2 separate regions of the Mus musculus genome follow, and region 2 is linked to region 1. A link is a contact called in public Hi-C data. All regions are on one chromosome and are shown on one strand. The core of a region is the stretch at or near the end of the contact, and the rest is flanking DNA. Distances in the headings are between cores, read along the strand shown.

The links. A called contact is a pair of places that touch in the nucleus more often than the background predicts.
Region 2: a contact with region 1 is called in a Hi-C map of liver, with 2.2 times the contacts expected there. The contact joins two enhancer-like sites. A contact is called at or near these places in 1 of 39 promoter capture datasets (the HPC-7 cell line), 3 of 484 Hi-C or Micro-C datasets (embryonic stem cells, liver and nephron progenitors), 1 of 115 datasets of contacts at active chromatin or transcription factors (fibro-adipogenic progenitors) and 1 of 9 other capture datasets (embryonic stem cells).

The regions. Positions count from the first base shown.
Region 1 is chr9:68,882,974-68,886,287 of GRCm38.p6, forward strand. The region is part of intron 1 of Rora (RAR-related orphan receptor alpha); the gene reads left to right. It overlaps Gm31262 (a long non-coding RNA gene), which reads left to right. Exons shown (of 2, transcript XR_379583.4): 1 at 1-3,314. Among named protein-coding and RNA genes, the nearest start is that of Gm31262, 61 kb to the left of the region's middle. Within about 2 kb of position 1,633, at least 70 of the 459 cell types and tissues checked have an H3K27ac peak or open chromatin away from gene starts, as enhancers often do. A contact at or near this core is called in liver, where this site is marked.
Region 2 is chr9:69,368,691-69,372,004 of GRCm38.p6, forward strand. It overlaps Rora (RAR-related orphan receptor alpha), which reads left to right. Exons shown (of 11, transcript NM_013646.2): 6 at 2,525-2,646. Among named protein-coding and RNA genes, the nearest start is that of Gm15511, 6.1 kb to the left of the region's middle. Within about 2 kb of position 1,536, at least 6 of the 459 cell types and tissues checked have an H3K27ac peak or open chromatin away from gene starts, as enhancers often do. A contact at or near this core is called in liver, where this site is marked.

The sequences.
Region 1 (3,314 bases), core at 383-2,882:
AGTTAGGGCCAGCACTTCAAGCAAAGAGAAAACATGAGCTGTCCTTGGTGGTGGGATACAGTAAGTCTATTTTTGAGAACTGTGCCTTCAAAGAGGCTGATCTGTTAACACATAGACAGGTACCTATTTCCCTCCCCTGGGGGAGAAGCTAACAGGACGCCTCTGCACTGAAAGAGTTAACTCCGTGGCAAGCTAGCCAGTGTAGCACAATGGCGACTTCCTTCTTTTGACTGTAATATGTAAGACCCAAATGCTTTGTCAGCCTCTTGCAGCCCAAGACGTACACAGCCATGAAGTGGATCGTTATTGGCATGCTGTTTCTAAAAGGGAAGCTGGACTCCGAGTTGACTTATTAAGATTTTTCTAGAACATAGTTGTCCCCTTCCCTTGGCTCAGTACTCAGTTTCCAAAGCATTGTTTTCTTCCTTGATTTACATGATGTCTGGGCATTGATCATCTTTAACCCAGCATTGATAGACAAAGGGATCTCACTTGGTAGTCAGGCAAACCAGAGTCAGGTGCTGGGTGAAGCTTCTAGAATGCACTGGATAAGGCTTTTTTGTCTGTATGGAATACTTTAAGTCTCTCCACTGGAGAAGGTCTTGTTTTGGTTTGGGTTTTTTGATGTTGATGTTGTTCCTTCAAATAATTATCTTAAGCTCAGAAGCCACCTGGAACAAACTTCAAACTAATGCTGAGGAAACGGAGGTTAAAGAAGTGAGAGGTTTATATGGTGCGTATCTCTCCAGACCTCCTGCGTCCCTGGCTGCCAGAGGTCCACATGACTCTCTTCTCTCCCATCTCATGTTCCCAAACCTCTCATAAGAGTTTGGAGATGTATTTAGCAACAGTATCACGTGCCCTTTGCCTTTCCTTCTCTGCCTTCTGAACAGCCGCTCTTTACCCAACTCTCCCCCACCAGATTTGTCATCAGTCAGCCAGTTATCGATTCCTTATCCATTTCGCCCTCAACTTTGACCCGCTCAGAGAGTTTGCTGACATCATCTGCCCCACTTACCCCCACATCATCACCTTTGAGCTGAGATCTGGAACTTTCTTTGATGTCATCGGCCTTGTCTTACCCTGACTGTTTCCCTTCAGGAATATTCTCTTGGGTATGATATCAATCCCTGCCTTAGTGTCTCATTAACATTTCTTGACTAGTCACCTAAGACAACTTAATGCCTAGGCTTCGAAATGTGTATGGTTAATGCCTCAAAACGCCCAGTTAACCTTATGTAAACCTGTATCAGCTATGGGGTACGCTGGTGAAAGTGAGATTGGGTAAAACAAACATTCCCATTTAGTAAAAGGAGCGTGTTCTTGTCATCATCATCAAGAAATTCTAACCATCAGATGTGTTTTCCAGAAAGATCTTCTTTAGTTAATAATTTCTGGGGGGAAAAAAACTAATGCTAAGTATAACCCATAATTTTACATCTGTTAAGTGATTTGAACTGTAAAATGTTAACATTCAAAAAAAAAAAAGTTTGCCTTTCCAGCTGTTGATCCTCTCTAAAGAGTTGCAGTTGGCATGCAGGACATCTCTCTGGCAGGCTCACAGAAGCTCTGTGTGCAGGACGCCTCTGTCTTTCTAGCAGGCTCCAGGAAGTTCTATTTTGATGCCTTCCGGGGGCAGGGTAAGTTTTTGTACATAATTCAGCTGCTTTCGCTTCCTTTTAACACACAAAGTCTGGTTAGAATTTACCTCTGTTTACTGCTTTACTTGGAATAGCCAGGTTGTGTTGTCCTCTGTACTTTGAAGGGGGCTACGTTGAAGCTGGAAGGAAGCAGGACCTTCCCGTACCCATTCCCTGTCCCCCACTTTTGCCAGTAATGTAAGACTCCCCTTCCCTTCTTGCCCACATGCACAAACTAGCCCTCGGCCCTCACAGACAGATGGGCAGGAAGTCTTGAGACTGCAGAAGGGACCTGGCTGGCTCAAGTTCCAGCATATATGTGGGGGAAGAAAGAAAGAGCATACGTACAGCCTAGTTTTTAGCTTCCACTGTGGTGAACACCTCCCTCTACGGTGTGCGCATGTAAGTCCCTGAGCCTCAGAGAAGGGCTACCATTCATGCATGCAAACTATGAGGGGGTGGCACTCAGGTGGGGGGGGGGAGGACAGAAATTCTAAATGTGTGAGCTGCCTTTGGGGGAATATGCCTCAGTGGCAGTGTGCTCCCCATTTATTTGAGAACCCGGTCTTCACACACACTCTCTGGGAGCCCTCACAGAGTGTTCTAGTGGAGCCCTGTATGCTGTGAGAATAATTTTTTTCCATCAAACAGTGAGGGGTTTTAATTGCTCAGCAGCCATTTCTCAATGTAAATTATTTTTCATTCCAGGGGTCCATAGAAGATTTAATTTGAAAGAGAATTCTACTGCTTAAGAAAGCATCTTCTTGGTAGCCACCACATGGTGACTTTGAATCTTTCGTCTAGCTCCAGGAGACTGTAAATAACTATAGCAGAATCCAGTGTGGCTGGTTATCACATTTGGAGTCCCCCAGTCCCCCTGAAATCAGCCCAGGCTTACTACCCACAGCCCATCCAAGAATTGTCCTCCCCATAGACTGGGGACCGTAAGAGCTCCAAACTGGCCCTTCTTTCTCTGGGCTACCCACTGTGCTTTCTCATCATCCTGTTTCTCTCACTGAAGGGAAGAGCTGAGCTTTGTCATGCTCATCTCTCCTAGTGTGTCCAGGGTTCTCCAGTATGAACAGAGGCTCTGTGCAGATGGGAACAAGCTCAGGGAGATGTGTAGGGTCTACCAAAGGCACTGAAGCACCTTGGCCTCATGTGCTGGAGGAATGCACACGAGGGAACTTGGCCTAGTAGAAACCCCCAAGGCCAAGCCAACCAACTTCTAGGTCTAACCTCTCCTATAAGATGCTGAGAGACCAGCGGAGCAGCACCCAGCAGATCTCCTTAATTCTATACATAAGAAGGGAATCTCCCATCATTGGTGTGGCTGTTGAGGACCAAACCATTGCACCAGCATCTGCACACATGCATGCTGACACACACACACACACACACACACACACACACACACACACACACACACATCACTCCTCATTCTTTCCATGGAAGGTCAAGAATATGATCTTTAATTAAGCAGGCAAAGTGGTATCCGTGGTATTGTTGCTCCTTCTTCCTTTTCTCTGGCATTTCTCAAAGTTATCGAGGAGAGGGTAATTTGTCCAATGAAGCAAACATTAAGCTTCATTGGTAGGGAGTGTGAATTTGTGCTAATAAAAATGTCCCTCAGTGTCTTCCATTCCAGGGATGGAAGGCTGAGATAATAGGAAC
Region 2 (3,314 bases), core at 286-2,785, 490 kb after region 1:
TCTAAATCTACAAATCTTGGTTTATAGTCTAGACACTGTCCTCCCTAGCCAGAGCTCTTTATCTAAGCGTTAATTTTCTGCTTTCTAACACCCATTCTTTTTATCTTAATGAGCAGGCTTCTCTGCTTCTCCTCTGGTCTGTCTCCTTGAAGTGCTTTCTTCTGTTTACATTTGATTTCTTTGGCTTTTTAAATACTATTTATCCAGGCTGTTCTGTTACCTGTGTGCTGCCAGGCAGAGCTGTTAGGGTTTATTATGCTTCTGTGTCTCCAAGGAGACTCCAGTTTCAGATTGCCTTTAGGTGAGCTTGCTGTTTTCACACAGAAACATGTCTCCTTCTGTCTGGCGGAAGCTGGAACATGTTTATAAACAAGCGGGCTCTGTGGTACTGTCCGCCAGCCTTACTTTCTATGCCATCCTAAGTGGCTTGCCTGCCACGGACTCAACCCTGAGAACATGAGCACTTTTCGGTGTGATCCGTTGTTTGTAAACTCCCATCAACTATTTCCATTACATTTTTTTTGGAGACAGGATCTTTGCTATGTAGGCATTCGAGCCTAGAATGTTCTATATAGATCAGGCTAGCCTCAAGTACATGTCCATCCTCCTATGCCTAACCCAATTCAAGTTACAGACATGTACTATCACGTCCAGCTTTTAAAATATTCTTTTAAAATATTCCTTCTGTTCCCTGACACTAATGTCCTGCTTCACACGAAAACTCAATCTACATTTTATCAGCTACCCACCGGACCCTCCTACCCCAGGCTTTCTAGGTCCCAAGCACAAAGCTGCCTGTCCTCTGTCCCCAGTCCCCAGATGCAATCTTCAATACGTCGGCTTTCCCGCCAGGATTCTGCTTAGTCCTATTATTATATCATATTCTGGCTCAATCCTAAACATCCGAGATCCTTCAGGAGGTGGGCTCCTAGCTAGCTATGTCTGCTTTAACCCTGTTACACCATCGAATCTGTCTGCCCCTTACAAGTGTCATATGTGTTCTTTCATCCACGGTCCCTTCTATATAGCACTGACCCCTCCCTCCTGCCAACCCTTCCCATCCCTTGGTATCCCTCCTTTACTCAGAAGCATTCTCCAATTCTATCCAGCCAATCCTGATCTCTCCTCTCCTGACCATGATAGCCACTGTCTTTATCTTGTGATGTGCCTCACATCCTACTTTCTGATATTTTAAATTATCTTTTCTGTCTGTCCACACATGTCCACAGGTGATCAACTCTAGAGACGTCTTTGGCATATATTTAGTATCACCAAAGCCCTAATACACAGTCTAACAATTATACAGCATCGGTATGTGACACTCCCTGTTCCAAGTGTGAGTCCTTGGATACTCACAGCTGTCCTATGAACAAGTGCCATTTTCTTTGTTTTGCCAAAGAGGAAAGCAAAGTACAGAAAGGTTAACAACTTTCCAAGGTCATATATCTCAGAAACAGCAAGGCAGAGACATACTCCCAGGCAGTCTCAGTCCAGGGTCAGTCTGTCTCTCTCTCTCTCTCTCTCTCTCTGCCAAACTAGTACAAAATCTGTTCATGCCTCAGCAATGTGTGTCCTGATGTTTGCTAGCAAAGCAAAGGTAATAGCTAGTTGTCATCATTAAAGGATGGCATCTTTCCAGCTGGGGAGAGGTTCCAATCAAAAAGGTGCTTGCCATTACAACATGAAGACCTCAGTTTGGTCCCTAAGAACCCATGTATCACAGACAGAGAGAGACAGAGAGAGAGGAAGGAAAGAAGGAAGGAAGGAAGGAAGGAAGGAAGGAAGGAAGGAAGGAAGGAAGGAAGGAAGGAAGGAAGGAAGGAAGGGGAAGAGGGAAAGGGAAAGGAAGAACAAAACAAACAAAAACAAAACAACAACAAAACAAAACCAAACCCCTGGGCATGGTATAAGTACAGCCCCGGGAAGGAGGAAGAGGAGGAGGCAGGCCCAGGGCCTCACTGCCAGCCAGTTTAGGTTAATCAAAGAGCTCCAGGTTCAGTGAAAGACCCAACCATGGGGGAGGGGGGGGGGACAGGGAGCAAGGGGAGCGAGCAATTAAGGAAGACACTCGAGACACATACACATACTGCAGAAATAAAAAGATGTATGCTCTTGTGCTCACACACAGACATGTGCACACTTACATAACTTCCTGGCTTTTAAAGACCCACTTTTGTCAGGACAGCACAAAAAGCCAAGAAGAGGCTGTTTTTCATTTTTCCTGCCTAACCCATGTTCATCTCCAGACACGGGCAGAAAGCCTATGACAAGGCCAAGGTCTTCAAGTCTCTGAATCCACCATACTTCCAGCAGTCTTGTTGGCTTTGCAAAGCCTCTCTCCTCCATCCCCTGGGGCACAAACACAGGCGGTTTCCATCTTCCTTAGCTATACAAAGGAAACCAAATGTCAGCACATTGCTTTAAGTGAGTTGCTTTTTAAGGTGGATGACACCGGCAGAAGAGTATTATTGGCTCCTAAAATAACGTGGCTGTTCATGGTCGTGATCTCCTGTTTTCTCCCCAGAACACCTTGCCCAGAACATATCCAAATCCCACCTGGAAACCTGCCAGTACTTGCGGGAAGAGCTCCAGCAGATAACGTGGCAGACCTTCCTGCAGGAGGAGATTGAAAACTACCAGAACAAGGTAGAGTTGGAGGACTTTCTCTTCCCACTGAGGCAACATTGGGTGGGGGTGGGAGAAGGGCATTCATTCAAGAGTCCAGACAGACCAAGGCTGACTGTCCTGCATCAGAGCTCAAGTCTCTGATCAGGATCTTACAGCCAGAGCTTTGTTGTCTTCCTGAGATGCTAGCGTGTGAAAGTTCAGCTGGAACAAAGTTTATTGTGTTTCGTAAGTCCTTCCTTTGTGCCAGTTGGGATAACTGGATCGGGCAGCTTCCGAAAGCCTCCACGAGTGAGGATTTGTCCTGATGCCACAGAAAAAGATTCTGAGGTCTAAGAATTGAGGAAAGTACTCTCAGCCCCATGCTACATGCTTCTAGATTAACAAATAGTTGGCTAGAGATTGTGGGCAAAGGTGGGGCTGGTGAGATAGATGGTTCACTGGATAAGAGCACTTGCTGCTCTTCCAGAGGGTCTGAGTCTGATTCCCAACACCCATGTCAAGTAGCTCACCTGTAATTTTAGCTTCAGGGGACCTGAGCCTCTGTGCTACACACACACACACACACACACACACACACACACACACACACACACACACACACAAAGTTAAAATGGCTTTAATAAAGAAGGAGAAGAATGAGGTTTGGAAAGTCTGGCTATAACTGCTCAGAACCAAAACGGAGCCTG